Regions from separate parts of the Sus scrofa genome. Here all the other regions are linked to region 3. The links are chromatin contacts, called in public Hi-C and promoter capture Hi-C maps. All regions are on one chromosome and are shown on one strand. The core of a region is the stretch at or near the end of the contact, and the rest is flanking DNA. Distances in the headings are between cores, read along the strand shown. Region 1 holds the start of UBQLN4 (ubiquilin-4). Region 2 holds the start of LMNA (lamin A/C). Region 3 holds the start of MRPL24 (mitochondrial ribosomal protein L24).

Region 1 (4,682 bases), core at 2,091-4,590, 620 kb after region 3:
AAAATATATTTATTATGGCTGCACTGTGGTCAAAACACTTGAAAGCTATTGCCCTTAGATCACCAGTTCTAGGGCAGGCAACCTAGGAATCACTAGTTAGGAGTCATCAGTTGAACTGGCATCCTTGGTTAAGGGAGTAAGGAAGAGGCTGCTGACTGAGTTCCACTGGCAATTCTTTCTGGAAAGTTCACTCTTGGGGACTTTTCAGTTTGGCTCAGAAAACTTTCACTAAATATCCACTGTGTGCTTAGAACCAGATGCTGCATCTCCTGCCTCTCTGGCCTCATCTACTAACCTCTCCCATTCTCTCGCTACTCCAGCCACTTCAACCTTGTTGATTCTTGACCAGGCATCATTGTGCCTCTGCCTCAGGGCCTTTGTACTTACTGTTCTCTCTGTCAGAAATGTTCTTCGCCCAGACAGCCATATGGCTTGCCAGCTTCCTTTAGATCTATGATGACTTGTCCCCTTTGCAGTAATATTGTCCCTCTCTCACTTCCTTGCTTTTTCTCCACAGCATTTTCAATACCTAACATACTACTTTTTCTTTCTTTCTAGGGCCGCACCTGCAGCATACAGAAGTGCCTGGCCTAAGGATGGAATCAGAGTGGCAGCTGCTGGCCTACACCATAGACACAGCAGACATGGGAGCTGAGACGAATCTGAGACCTATGCTGCAGCTTGCAGCAATGCCGGATACTTAACCCACTGAGCCAGCCAGGGATCCACCTTCATCTCCATGGATACCAGTTTTTTGTTTTGTTTTGCTTCTTAGAGCCACGCCCGAAGCATAGGGAGGTTCCCAGCCTATGGATATAATCAGAGCTACAGCTGCCAGCCTATGCCACAGCCACAGCAATGCACCAGATCCAAGTTGAGTCTGCGACCTACACCACAGCTCATGGCAACGCTGGATCCTTAACCCACTGAGCAAGACCAGGGATTGAACCTGCAACCTCATGGTTCTTAGTAGGATTTTTTTCTGCTGCACCACAACGGGAACTCCTGGATACTAGTTCTTAATCCACTGAGCCATGACGGGAACTCCACATACTACTTTTTAAACTTATGTATGTATGTTACAAAACATATTTATGAACTGATTTTACAAACATACATATTTTACTTATTTTAAGGCATATATGAGACATTAGGGCTGCAGTTTTTGTTTGTCCTGTTTGCTATTTTTTTCCCAGGTCCTGAGAATACTGCAAGGACCTAAAAATTTGTTAACTGAACAGATATAAAGGTGAATGAGACAGGTTCTGTTCCCAAGAAATTCAGTCTAATGGCGCTTCCTCTTTCTGGACTTTATCTCCTTTTTCTGTAAACTGAAGGAACTGGACTAGGGTCTGGACACTTTGCCATGCTTCTGAGTCTGAGAATCTCAGATGACAACACTTTGTGTCTGCATATCACTCTACAGTTTACACCTACCCTTTCATTTGATCACAACAACCCTGTGTGCGTGATGTGGTGGTGGGGATTATTTTCACACTGGAGATGTGGTAAAAAAGCTTGTGACTTACCCAAGGTTCCACAAATGGCAAGTGGCTGGCTGAGACTAGAACCCAGCCAGACCTCGGGTCCAATACTCCTTCCTCATCACCACTTGATACATAGGGTCCTGCCTATTATAAATGCTGCTGCAGACCAACTCTTAGTAATCTTCCAGAAATCCTGTCCCTGGGCCCCAACCATCCAGGATGGGGTCCAGGGTGCCCCTTGGGGGTCCCCTTAGGGACAGAGGAAATGGCTCCCCTCTCCATACCATGCAGTCCATGAGGATGAATTTGAGATTGTCTTCGTTAAATGCTTGGTTCCCGTTCCGGTCGTAGGCCGCCCAGATGTTACTGGCGATGGCTGCAGTGACTCGGGCGTCCGTATCCCCGTAACCAGAGTAGGCCAACAGAGATCCCTCGTTATTCAGCAGCCTGGAAAAGCATCAGAACGGATATCAACGTGCTCAGGATGGGGAGTAAAATACCTGACTTTCCATCCCAACTCGCCCACCGGCGCTCCTAGAAAGCAAGGGTCTGGGTTGAGTGTGTCCTAGAACATGCCCCAAACACCCAGCACGTCAGTTTCTCTTTCAAGAGTGGCCCTCTCGCCGGTTCACCCAAAGGCTGCCCCCTCTGCCACCTCCTCCCTTCCCAGAGAGCCTTCCCCACCCCTCCCTCGGAGAGCCGCGCGCAGCCCCACTCCAGTGCTCGCCGCTCGGCCTCTCGGTCCGCACTCACAGGGTGCTCTGGACACCTCCAGTGTTAGCTTGGCTTAGCACCTGGGTCAAAGCCTTGGGACGCAGCATGCCTGTGGCTCCTAACCCTGGGCTTTCACAACCTGATCCCGGAGTTTCCTATAACTGGCCTCCGCCTGCCGCTTCCCGTAGTCCAGCTGCCCGGCTCCAGAACTCCTGGGAGTTGTAGTTTCCTGGCCTGACTGTGCGGTTCTGACTCAACCCCGCCTCACCGCGGGGGGCGCTGGGAATTGTAGTTCCTCGAAGCTTCGCGAGGCACCCTGGGAACTACAGTTCGCCTTTCCAGTGAGACCACGCGGTTATGGGGGAAAAGAGCGGGAGTAAAAGGATAGTGGCAGTACTGGAAGGACATTTAACCCTCTCGGGCAGAGGAGTCATATCTGCTTGACAATCCACGATTCAGTAATTAAAAGAAAACAAAATTCCTATACTTGTCAGGCATACCTTGGGTTACTTCTCAAAGCAATTTTCTACATTATGCATAATTCTGTGAGATGAGGAGATAGATGCTATTGAGGAAATAGGCTCAGAAAGGCCATGCAGGCAAAAATCCAGGTCTCTGGAACTGTACTGAATAGACTTCTTGGAGGCCGCTACCCTCAGGGGAATTAAGTCAATCCTACAGAAGAGGTTTTAGGTAGATATCCAGAAGTGGAAAATTCAGCCTCCAAGTCGGGAGAAGCCTCAGGCCTGGAAAGGATTTGGGCTTTCCAAGAAAGACCAGTTATCATAGGGAACGGAGATAAAGCGGCGACACAGAAAGTCCTTTGTCCCGGAGAAAGAGTTAGTCGCGGAGGGGGCGGGTAGCTTTGGGCCCGGGGGCGGGGGGTTGGCACCTCAGCGCGACTCGGACCGGCTACCACGGGCGGTGGTCTCTCCCGGAGAGTTTGCTTCCCGCCCCTGTCCGGAGCAGCCCCTTTGGGGGCCGCCGCCCAGCAAGGCCCTGCCCAGGCTGCAGACCCCGGGCTCGGCCCTGGGCGGACCCCGCTGCAGTGGCCCCCCCGGTCCGCCCGGGGCGCTGTGGCTGCGGCTGGTCCGGAGGGGGCGGTGAAGCCTTGGGGAGGGGAGGGGAGAGGGGAGTGTTGGAGGCGCCGGAGCCGAGCACCGCCGGGCGGGCGGGGAGGAGGAGGAGCCGGGGCGGGCTGGCGGGCGGCCGGGTGGCGGCGGCGGCGGCGGCATGGCGGAGCCGAGCGGGGCCGAGACGAGGCCCCCGATTCGGGTCACCGTCAAGACCCCTAAGGACAAGGAGGAAATTGTGATCTGCGATCGAGCCTCGGTCAAGGAGGTAGTACGGGTGGTGGGGATTGGGGGGGTGCGGAGGAGTGGTCTGTGAAGAGGGGGGTGTCTCTGAGACCGTCGGGCGTATGGGAGGGCCGGGGAGAGGAGGGCGGGGGCCCAGCAGGCACTCGGGGAAGCGGGAGGGAAGAGGCGGCGGGTAGGGGGCGTCCTGCGAGGTCGATCCGGGGTAGCGTGGCGCGTGTTTGGGAAGGGAGGCCGGGGTTTGCCTTGTGGCCTGGTCTGGGGGCGTGGTGGAGTTGGAAGAGGACACCTTGCACAGGCAAGGGGGAAGGACCCTGTGTTGGAGAGGAGTGTTTGCGCCGCTTACTAGCGGGGGTTCGAGGCGCTGAGGCAGGGTGGGAGCCGGGCAAGGTGCGGAGGCCGGATAGTGGGCGCGGGGCGCAGGCGAGGAAAGCTCCAGGCTTCTACTGTGCGTCTCAGAGAACGCCCAGCATTCTGACGCCCGGCCGGTGCGGGGGGAGGATTTCCCTCTGCCGGGATCTTTGCTACTCTTTCAAATCAAGGTAGTTGCGTTTGGTTCTCAGCCCCTCTGGGATTTACACAAGGTGCAGTAGGTGCTCAAGAAAAATGTGGTGAATGACTGAATGAGGGAATATTGCTGTGTTCACCACCCGCCTGTGGCGGCTCCAGAATTTCACAGAGGCGGGGCTAAGATAGGCTTTCTGGTTGGGAAGGAGGGATCTGGAAGCTGCCTTTGCTTAGCAAGTGCACTGTTTTTACTTAGAGTGTAAGTTTGGGTTGGTAGGGGGGTTGCGGATAGATGTAGAGTCTTAACTCTTTCCAAGCCAGCTTTTAGTGCCATTATTGCCCTTCCCCCAACCTTATAAAATGACTCCATTCCAGAATTGAAATCATTTTCGCTGCAAAGCTGAATTTGGTATCAGCTCTAGTTGAGAGGATCCATGTTTTTGGTTCAGAGCTTGGGCTTCGGTATCGAGGCCTAAGTTCCAGTCTGCCCGGGGCAAGTTTCCTAACTGCTTTGATTCTCAGTTTTCTTGTCTTTAAAATGGAGATAATTGTTAACATGTATCTCATGGGATTTAGACTCTGAATGGTTAGTGCTTTTATAAATAACGTGTTACCTGGTAACTGGTTAAGGGTCAGCTGGTTAAGGGTCTGGCGTTGT
Region 2 (5,079 bases), core at 1,109-3,608, 570 kb after region 3:
GGGAAAGGATTCTGGCTGCTCAATAAGGAGAGGAGGGAGGCATTGAGACCAGCGAGGAAGGAGTCAGAGGCACAGGCCTTGGCAAGAGGCAAGCTAAACGGAGCGGGCTCAGCAGAAGGGTGCAGCCAGGAGGGATTCCAGAGGCATTCTAATAATGATTTGTGTAGGGAGGATGTGTGGAGTAACTACTATTATTAGACACTAGGTATTTGCGTGACTTTGTTGAACCTATGCAATAGATCTATAAGGTAAACACTACTATTAGTCCTATTTTACAGATGGGGACACTGAAGTCTAAGGAGGTTAAATTATTCATCTAAGGCAGGGTTTCTCAAAGCTGGCACTCTTGACATTTTAGGCCAGATAATTCTTTGCTGTGAGGGGTGGGTCTAAGCATATGGGATGTTTTGCTGTATCCCTAGCCCTCTGCCCCCAGTTATGACAATCAAAAATGTCTTCAGAAGGTGCCAAATGTCTCCTGTGGGGCAAAATCACATCCAGTTGAGAAACACTTGTATAAGGTCATATGATTAGTAGCAGAACTGGGATTGTGATACAGGTGGGCCTGCTCTGAAAGCCAAGCACTTAGCTGTCAGGCTGTAATTCTGGACAGGTAGGAGTGGGAGAGAGGAGGATTCCAGTGGGACCTAGGCCATTGGGAGACAGTTATACGCCCCCACAGGGGTGGGAAGGGGTGACTCTTTGGGAGAGGGTCTAGGAAATAGGGGGTGATTTGGAGAGTCAAGGCTATGGTTTGGGAATCCCTTTATAATGTTTCTGGGTTGGTTTTTTTTTTTTTTTTTTTTGTCTTTTTAGGGCAACAGCCACAGCATATGGAGGTTCCCAGGCTAGGGGTCCTATTGGAGCTGTAGCTGCTGGCCTACACCACAGCCACAGCCATGCCAGATCTGAGCCACGTCTGCAACCTGCACCACAGCTCACAGCAGCGATGGATTACCTTAACCCACTGAGCGAAGCCAGGGATCAAACTTGCATCCCTATGGATACTAGTCAGGTTTGTTTCCCCTGAGCCACAACAGGAACTCCCTAGAGTGCTTGGAGGGAGGGTCCCTGTCTTATTCATTCTTTGATCACAGGGTCAAGTACTAAACACCTGTTGAACTGCTGAGTCACTCCTGCACAGGTGGTATGGAAGGACCTGGCTGTTCTTTAAGTAGCTGCCACATACCAGGCACTGGGCTAGGGGCCATGTGGGGCTGATCCCACTTCATCTTGACTTCAGCCTTATGAGGAAGGTATTATTATCTGCATTTTATATACCAAAAACCCAAACTCCGAGAAGTTGACTAATTGACCTAAGATAGTCCAGCTGAGTAACTGCCTTCTTCCCATCCGGACCCAGCTAGATGGAATGATGCAGGCTTAGAACAATTAGCTTGGCTTAGTTTAGCTGGGAAGGCCCTCAGAAGGAGCGTGTTTGATGGCCTTTTGTAAAGCCAGTGAACCCCTCATTTGAATGAAATTTCACCCCAAAAGCCCAATATACTAAATGACAGAGGCAGAGTCTCTCTAGCAGGGAAGTTTAGGGACCCCTGCCTGGTGATCCTTTGCCCCTCCCCTAAGAGGCCCCCAGGGCTCTGAGAATTAAACCCCTCTCTTTACAAAGTGGGCTTCTCAGGCTGGAGAAGCTAAGATTTGCCCAAACACAGCCAGAAACCCCCAAATAGTACTCGGACCCTATTTCACACTACTGTAGGAGACAGGACATCACTCTGGACATACTGGAAGGGGCTAATCGACCTCAAGGGATGGGCATTATCGCTACCATGATGAGGCAGGGGTTGCAGGGGTCAGTGTAGGGCTGGCTATCTTCCCTGGGTGCTCCAGCCAGGCCAGACAGGGCCGCTAGATAATGAGCACAGAACCAACCCTTTACACTTCACATTTGGCTGGGCAGGTCTCCCAGGTGTCATCTTTTCACAATCCAGATTACTACCTTAACCCTCTCAAACCTCTCTGAGATGCACAAAGCAAACACCATGATGCCCATTATACAGATACGGAGATTGAGACTTGGGCCAGGTTAACTGATATGCTCCAGGCCACACAACAAGAGACAGAAGCAGGTCCCAAACTCCAGGGATTTGCCTCCAGGTTAACTACATCCCACCTCCCTTCAGTCCAGACCCCAAAGGAGCTCCATCCAACAGCAAAATCCGAGAGTCTGCCCAGGAGTCCCTGCCCGACATTCCAAACCCCATCCCCCACTCAAATGGGCCCAGAGAGCCGCCCCACCTGTGAGCCTCAGGCTTCCTGGAACCGTCACAATACACACCAAAATACTGCCACGGTACACACCAGACAAGAGCCAAAGAGGAATTCCGCAGTGACTTCGTCCTCTCTGCTCCCTATCTCCCAGCTTTGGCCCCGCCCCACCTGGTGAGGGTGGGGGAGGGGAGGTAGACGTAGGAAGGGGCGGGGCCCCGGAGACGTGGGCGGAGCCAAGGGGACGGGGCTTGTTCCCTCCAGGGCAGATCGGTTCGGGCTGGTAGGGCGACTCCGGACTCCGGCGGGGTGGTTCCTCTCCCGCCCCCCCGCCCCCGCCGCCCGGAGGCGGGCAGTGCTGACGGCTGGTTCTGACGCAGGCGCCTGCGTGTGGGCGGCTGCCTGTGAGTCTGTGTGTGTCTGTGTGTGTGTGGTTGCCGGGGCCTCCCGGGTCTCCTAAATGGGGGTTTCCTCTCCCTGTTGCCAAGGAAACAAACAGAAGCGCCACAACTCCAGAACTGGGGCCGGCGAAAAGGGTCCCCAAGCCCTAGGCGCCGAGAGGCTTCCAGGAAGTGAGGCAGAAAAGGATCCCTGTTTCCCCCCCCACCCCCAGTCCAGGTGCTGAGCAAACGTTACCCAATGTGGGGCCTGAAACTAGTGGCCACCTGTCCTGTTTGCAGAGCACTGAGGAGTTTCCTAGGACAAGGGCCTTGCAGTGCTCAAACCCGAACAGTTCCTGGCAAAACCGGACAGTTGGTCTTCCTAAGTGTCCATCCAATTTTTGTGGGGAGGCTCTATCTTAAAAATATGAGAATATCTTTTACAGATTTCACACAGATAAGTGAACACGTGGAAACCTGGTCAGGCTCCTCTAAGGGTCTTGGGAAGGCCTGTGCCACTGTGGATCCCTGAGCTTCACCTTGCTTAGCCTCACCATAAAACCAACCTGGGTTCCCAGCCCCTGCAGCCCCTAAGTTCCTCAGGGTCCCCTTCCAAGGCTAGCCCTTGGCACTCACCCCAGGGAGGTCAACTGGGAAAGCAAATTCTCCCCGGGGAGGATGGTGGTTAATCTGCAGGAGATTTCCTGATGGGGGAACAGATCAAAGGGCACTTCTGGATTAGTGGCGGCCACGTGTGGCAGGTGGATGGGCAGGGCCTTGGCCAAGGTCAGGAGCTCCTGGAGGGAGACTCCATGGGATGGAAGGGACTGCCTTGGGCCAGTGCTTCATCAGTCATTGCTTAGAAGCCAGAACTTCAGAGCTGGGAGGAGTCTAAGGACATCATGCAAGCCAACCCCCTCCTTTCTAGACCTGCCTTGATCCAGCTCCCCAGATTCCCCTGTCCCACTATCCCTATGCCAGCCCACAGGCTAGCCCCAGAGTAACACCCCAATTGCCCTCTTTGTCTAGTAAATCCAAAGCTTACAGGGCTCCCTGAGAGCCCACTTCACTTTGGCCCTTGACCCCTGAGTGGCAGGTAATGGGGGAGCCACTGGAGCAGCGGTAGGGCAGCAGGGACCTGGCTGGGAGGGACAGGATGCACGAGTGGCCTGAGGCTGGTGTGCTCTCAGGCTGCCCAGGGAGGGGCCAAGAGGGCATCTGTTTCCTCTTGGCCATGATTCCCTCAATCCCATCCCCAAAGGAGGTGAAAATGGGGCTGGCTTCCTGAAGCGGAGCTTCCTGGCCTTGGCGGGGAGGATGGATGGGACGTCCTCAAAACATCCCGCATGCCCTCTCCTCTCCCTGCCTGGAGCTCGGCACAGCTGAACTAAGGCTTCGGGGTGGGGGCAGAGAGGTGAGGTCTGGGGTTCAGTGAGCACAGCGATGTACCAGAAGCCACAGTCAGGCTCAACTCCCAGGGGGTGCGGGGGGCGGGGGAGGGTAGAGGCAGGGGACTGGTCTGGCTCAGAGGGGGGGCTTCACTCAGGTACTTTAGTGGAGGATGCATGAGAGAGAGTTGATCACAGAGGGCAAATGGGGATGAAGGGAGAGATAAGAGTGGGTAGAGGAGTTCCCGTCATGGCGCAGTGGCTAACGAATCCGACTAGGAACCATGAGGTGGCGGGTTCGGTCCCTGCCCTTGCTCAGTGGGTTAACGATCCGGCGTTGCCGTGAGCTGTGGTGTAGATTGCAGACGCGGCTCGGATCCTGAGTTGCTGTGGCTCTGGCGTAGGCTGGTGGCTACAGCTCTGATTCGACCCCTAGCCTGGGAACCTCCATATGCCGCGGGAGTGGCTCACGTAAAGGCAAAAAGACCAAACAAAACAAAACAAAACAAAAAAAAGAGTGGGTAGAGGGAGGAGGTTGGAGAGAAAGTCTACTATGAGGGAGAAAGAACTGAGCTTTGAGGTAACTGGGGGGAGTCCGGACCAGGGGATCCAGGAGCAGAGAGCTGGGCAGAGGGGAGGCACAGGAATTGAGGAGAGGGGCAGCTGCCTGGGGCTGACACCAGCAATCCAGCCCCAGCTCCTGGTGGGGCAAATATTTACCCAGCAACAGTTGCTAAGCAAGGAGGAAGGAGGAGGGAGACCAGTAGCTAGAAGGCTTTCCAGACTCCTCCCTCATAAAAGACAAAAAAAAAAAAAAAAAAAAAAAAAAAAAGGGTGAGCCATTATGTTCTCCTCAGCCCTTCACCCCCACCGAGCAGGCTCCTCGCACACATATCTGTGGGGTCACCCCTCCTACTTCCCCCCCACCCCCACCCCAGGCCAACCCAAGCTCATAGCAGGACAGAAGGTTGGGCTAGGGAAAACTTAATCCCCAGGCAACCAGGACTTCCCCCTACCCTGGGACAGCTCTGGGGGCTCAAACCTTGCAAAATTCCTCCTTCCCAATCTGCTGTTCAAGGGGGGGC
Region 3 (4,578 bases), core at 872-3,371:
GGTAGGGAGTGGACAGGAGGCTCTAGCATCTCCTTGAGCTCCTGGCCCTTCCTCCCACACCTGTCATCCCAGCTGCCTAGATTCAGGGAAAGTGGGATAGCTTTGGGGGGAGGGGCCCCCTTCCGCAAATCCTTCCTCATTGGCAATGCCCCTTCTCCTTTGCTGACCCTGGGTGTCATGGGAATTGGAGTCTCTCAATCCCACGATTTGGGGGTTTGCAGGTTCTTTGGGCCAAGGAGCTGAGATCTGAATGCTTGACTTCACCCAGCTTGGGTGGAAGTGTTGAGGAGTATCCACCCACCTTTAGATCTCAGACCAGAGATGGGATGCCCTGGGGAGATCCTTAGCTGCCCTTTTTCCTCTCCCCACAGTGCTCAAGGCCAGCCTACAGTCCATATGTCACCCAGACATTAAGGAAAAGACACATTTTTTAGGAAATGTTTTTAATAAAAGAAAATTACAAAAAAAAAAATTTTAAAGACCCCCCCCAACCCCTTTGTGTGCCGCCCCCCCCACTCTGCTCCTTTCTTCCCCAATGTTGCTCCCATTTCTGAGGTGCACTGGGAGGCTCCCCTTCTGTTTGGGGCTTGATGACTTTTCTTTTTGTAGCTGAGGCTTTGGTGTTCCTTCTGGTGTCATTTCCCATCCACATACCCGCATCTGGTCCCCTCAGTGTCGTCACCAGATCAGATTTGTAACCCACCGAGAGGCCAGAGGGAATTAAGCGCCCTCTCCCAACCTCTTTCTAGTGGTCTCTCTGCCTCTTCCGTCTCTTGTCTCTTTCACCCTTGCCCCTCTCCCTTGGGCTCTGATGAAAAATTGCTGACTGTAGCTTTGAAGTTTAGCTCTGAGAACCGTAGATGATTTCAGTTATAGGAAAATAAAACCCATTGATTACTACATTGGATTTTGACTGATTCTTTGGGGTTGTATTGGTTAACAGATTGGGGGGGGCGCAAATGATTTCCAAGTCCACTTAGATTGAGGTAAGGGGTGTCAGCCTCTTCCATTCTCTAAAATTCTACATGAGGGTAAAATTATATAATACTATGCCCGGTATTCTACTTCTGCCTGGCCACTGTTTACCAGTGTCACCCATCAGCACCTGGGAAAGTTAAAAAAAAAAGGTTTGCACAAGGAGTTCCCATTATGGTGCAGTGGAAACAAATCCAACTAGGAACCATGAGGTTTGGGGTTGGATCCCTGGCCTTGCTCAGTGGGTTAAGGATCTGGTGTTGCCATGAACTGTGGTGTAGGTGGCAGACACAGCTCAGACATGCTGTGGCTGTGGCCGGCAGCTATAGTTCCAATTGGATCCTACCCTGGGAACCTCCATATGCCTAGGGTGTGGCCTTTAAAAAGCAAAAAAAAAAAAAAAAAAAAATTTGCATAAAGAGTGGGTGTGAAAGGGCGACATTATAAGCCACAGCCTCTGATGGCCAGGGAAGTGGGGGTGTCGAGGCTGAGGCTGGTTGTAGAAACAACTTTGTCCTTCAAGGGCAAAGCTAGGGATGCCTGCCACTCTTAACCGGTGATTAGGGGCCAGGAGGTTGACAGCGTGAAATCCTCCCAGTACTCCTTAATTAAGTGGAATAGCTGGATTAGATCCTGAGGTTTCCTCTAGTCTGACATTTTGTGACTAGATCATCGACTGGCACTGAAGTGCCCACGTTTCATCTCTTATTTTAGAAAGCCAATGTTATTTCTGTCATCTGCCTTAACCCCTGCTAGCGGAGAAGGGCGGGTGGCGAAAATATTCGGAGTGCAGCCTCATGAGAAAGGCAGGCCCTCTGCTTTGAATAGGAAGCCGCAATCACCTAGAAAATGGAGCCATCGTCTCTAGTAACTACAATTCCCAGAGGTCTCCACGCAGAGCATGTGCAGAAATGTGCCAGGCCCGGCAGCCTATCCATCTTTGCCTTCAACTCCCGACATGCTTCACGGTGCTCTTACGCTGCCTTGATTTCCTCCTCGGCCAAATTTCCTTTTTCTCTCGTGCTTCGTAGCGACGGACTACAACTCCCAGCATGCAGAGAGGCTGTGCGTTATTGCGTTGTTGAGCGTCAGTTGTACAATTAAGACTCCATTTCCCAGAAAGCCGAGAAGGGGACGGGTGGGGCTAAGGTCCCGTGTGCAGGGGGAGCAGGCGGAGGCTCTGCGACTCAGCGGGAAGCGGAGGTGAGGGCTTTGTGGCCTAGAGGTGATAGCACCTCTGGACTAGTCTGGAGGCGAGAGTGGGAAGGGCCTTCCTTTGCCCCGGCACGGGTCAGCCGCCTCCTCCGGGGTCTCCCTGCATCGGAAGCTTGGAACGGGTGGGTGCTGAAGACTGCTGGGGACTGGACGTCTCCCTCACCTAGGATGGGACTCGGGGGGAAAGCCTTAGGAACCGAGGCCTGAGGGAGCAGACGCTCTCCGCCATGAAAGCTTCACTGCGGAAGGGGCACCAGCATCTCCAGGGTTTGGAGGCAAAGAAGGGAAAGATTTAGGGGGCCTGCTTCTGGGATCTCCCCCCAGAGCTTCGGCTCTAGAATGGCAGAGGTTAAGGGATGTCACGCAGGAGTCTTTAAAAATTGGCTCCGCTCCTCTCAACCTGTATGAGCTAGGGCAAATGACCTGTTCTCAGGGCCTTGGTTTCCTTGTCTCCTGTCCACCTCCCCAGACAGCAGTGTGAAGATCAAATGCCAGGAATAGTGAAGTTCCCAGCATTGGATCTGTCACATGGTAGTGCTTCCAAAGCATTTTTTGATTCTTCTGAATAGGAACCTTGAGACTCGTAACATTCATCCAGCTTTAGTTTGAAAATAAAATTAGGTCATTTCTTTTTCGTATTAAATTAAGAAGTAGAGAGAAGAAAAATGACCCAATAATATCTCACTGTTCAGATGAACCGGTTGATAATTTTTTTTTTTTTTTCAAGTACACGTGGTTAGAAACGTTATGGGAAGGAACAAGATGGAAAGTAACAGCCCTTCCAGACTTCCTCTTCTCCAAAACAAGTACTTTAGTTGTTTTCTGTTTCCTTCTCGTCAATATTTATGCCTGGGACAGGACATATATATATTTTAAAATTTGTGCAAAAGGAATAATATTATCCAAATGATTCTGTGGCTTGCTTTGTTAAAACATTAAACACACTTTGAGTGACAGAAACGACCCTCTAAGATGTTACAGATAATTAAACCGAAGCTCAGAAGTCAAGTTGCCTAAGGTCACAGATTAAGTTGATGGTGGTGCAGGGACTAGAACCCAGGTTGCCTGACTCCCAGTTCAGAGCTTTTTATGTCATTAAAGCACACTTTATTTGTACTTTGAAGTTAGGCTTCTTTCTTAGTTATGAAACAAGGTCAGTGGTACCTCCTTTGTCAGTTGTCTTTGAGCTTAAATGAGATGATACAGGAAAGCACTTGGCATGGTACCTGGAAGGTAGCAAGTGCTCAATAAACTGAAACGCTTTTTTTTTGTTGTTGTTAGTCTTCTTAGGGCCGCATCCTCGGCAAATGGAGGTTCCCAGGCTAGGGGTCGAATTGGAACTGTAGTTGCTGGCCTACACCACAGCCACAGCAACGCCAGATCTGAGCCTCGTCTGTGACCTGTACCACAGCTCATGGCAACACTGGATTCTTAACTAACTGAGCAAGACAAGGGATCAAACCTGCGTCCTCATGGATACTAGTCAGATTTTTTCTGCTGAGCCACTATAGGAACTCCAAGCACTTTTTTTTTTTTTTTTTTTTTTTCAGGGCTGCACCCTCAGCATATGGAAGTTCCCAGGCTAGGGGTTGAATTGAGCTACAGTTGCCGGCCTACGCCCGCCACAGCCCCAGCAACGCTGGATCCAAGCCTGGTCTGCTACCTACATCACAGCTCACAGCAACACTGGATCCTTAACCCACTGAGTGAGACTAGGGATTGAACCCGTGTCCTCGAGGATACTAGTCGGGTTTGTTAACTGGTGAGCCACAATGGGAACTCCAGCATTTATTATTTTTGCCCTCAGTTCTCTCACCACCCCATGGATTTAGTCCATTATCCAAAATTGGGAGGCTTTAAATACATACCTAATTGGGAAATCTAGGACACTTTAATTCTAGAGTCTGGCTCTGGACCCTTTTCCTCTAGAAAGAAACTATCTTAGGGAGAAGTAGTTATTTCCTCATTGAAATTAGGAATTGGAAGTGATGTAGGGACATTTTAACCTCAGTTTTTATCTCTGCTACCTGCCTTCCTTTTGGTCTTATGCCAGTGTTTTTTGTCCATTACCTGTTTGCTTCCCATCTTGTTCTTGGTACATTTATTTAATGACTTTTTTATTGAGTACCTACTACATGCCAAGCCCTACAGGGATCTGCTGGATTCAGAGGTGAGCTAGAGGAGTTCCCATTGTGGCTCAGCGGGTTAAGAACCTGACATAGTGTCTGTGAGGATGCGGGTTCAATCCCTGGCATCACCCAGTGAGTTAAGGATCCAGCATTGCCACAAGCTGTGGTGAAGGTTGCAGATATGGCTCAGATCCAGTGTGGCTGTAGCCCACAGCTGCAACTCTGATTCAACCCCTAGTTTAGGAACTAATGTATGCTT

What was found. Promoter capture Hi-C pulls out the DNA fragments that hold promoters and counts their contacts. Hi-C and Micro-C count contacts between places; a contact is called where the count stands out from the background.
Region 1: a contact with region 3 is called in a promoter capture Hi-C map of liver, with 5 times the contacts expected there. The contact joins the promoter of UBQLN4 here to the promoter of MRPL24 in region 3. A contact is called at or near these places in 1 of 5 promoter capture datasets (liver), 2 of 47 Hi-C or Micro-C datasets (heart right ventricle and liver) and 1 of 2 datasets of contacts at active chromatin or transcription factors (skeletal muscle).
Region 2: a contact with region 3 is called in a Hi-C map of liver, with 1.9 times the contacts expected there. The contact joins the promoter of LMNA here to the promoter of MRPL24 in region 3. A contact is called at or near these places in 1 of 47 Hi-C or Micro-C datasets (liver) and 1 of 2 datasets of contacts at active chromatin or transcription factors (alveolar macrophages).

Annotation. Positions count from the first base shown.
Region 1 is chr4:93,973,046-93,977,727 of Sscrofa11.1, forward strand. UBQLN4 (ubiquilin-4) reads left to right here and starts at 3,341. Exons shown (of 11, transcript XM_003125701.5): 1 at 3,341-3,542. The coding sequence starts at 3,435. It overlaps LAMTOR2 (late endosomal/lysosomal adaptor, MAPK and MTOR activator 2), which reads right to left and starts at 2,516. Exons shown (of 4, transcript NM_001243627.1): 1 at 2,241-2,516; 2 at 1,772-1,934. The coding sequence starts at 2,308.
Region 2 is chr4:93,923,926-93,929,004 of Sscrofa11.1, forward strand. It overlaps LMNA (lamin A/C), which reads right to left and starts at 2,359. Exons shown (of 13, transcript NM_001111257.2): 1 at 2,257-2,359.
Region 3 is chr4:93,350,908-93,355,485 of Sscrofa11.1, forward strand. It overlaps MRPL24 (mitochondrial ribosomal protein L24), which reads left to right and starts at 2,122. Exons shown (of 6, transcript NM_001244448.1): 1 at 2,122-2,178. It overlaps HDGF (hepatoma-derived growth factor), which reads left to right. Exons shown (of 6, transcript XM_013996955.2): 6 at 1-902.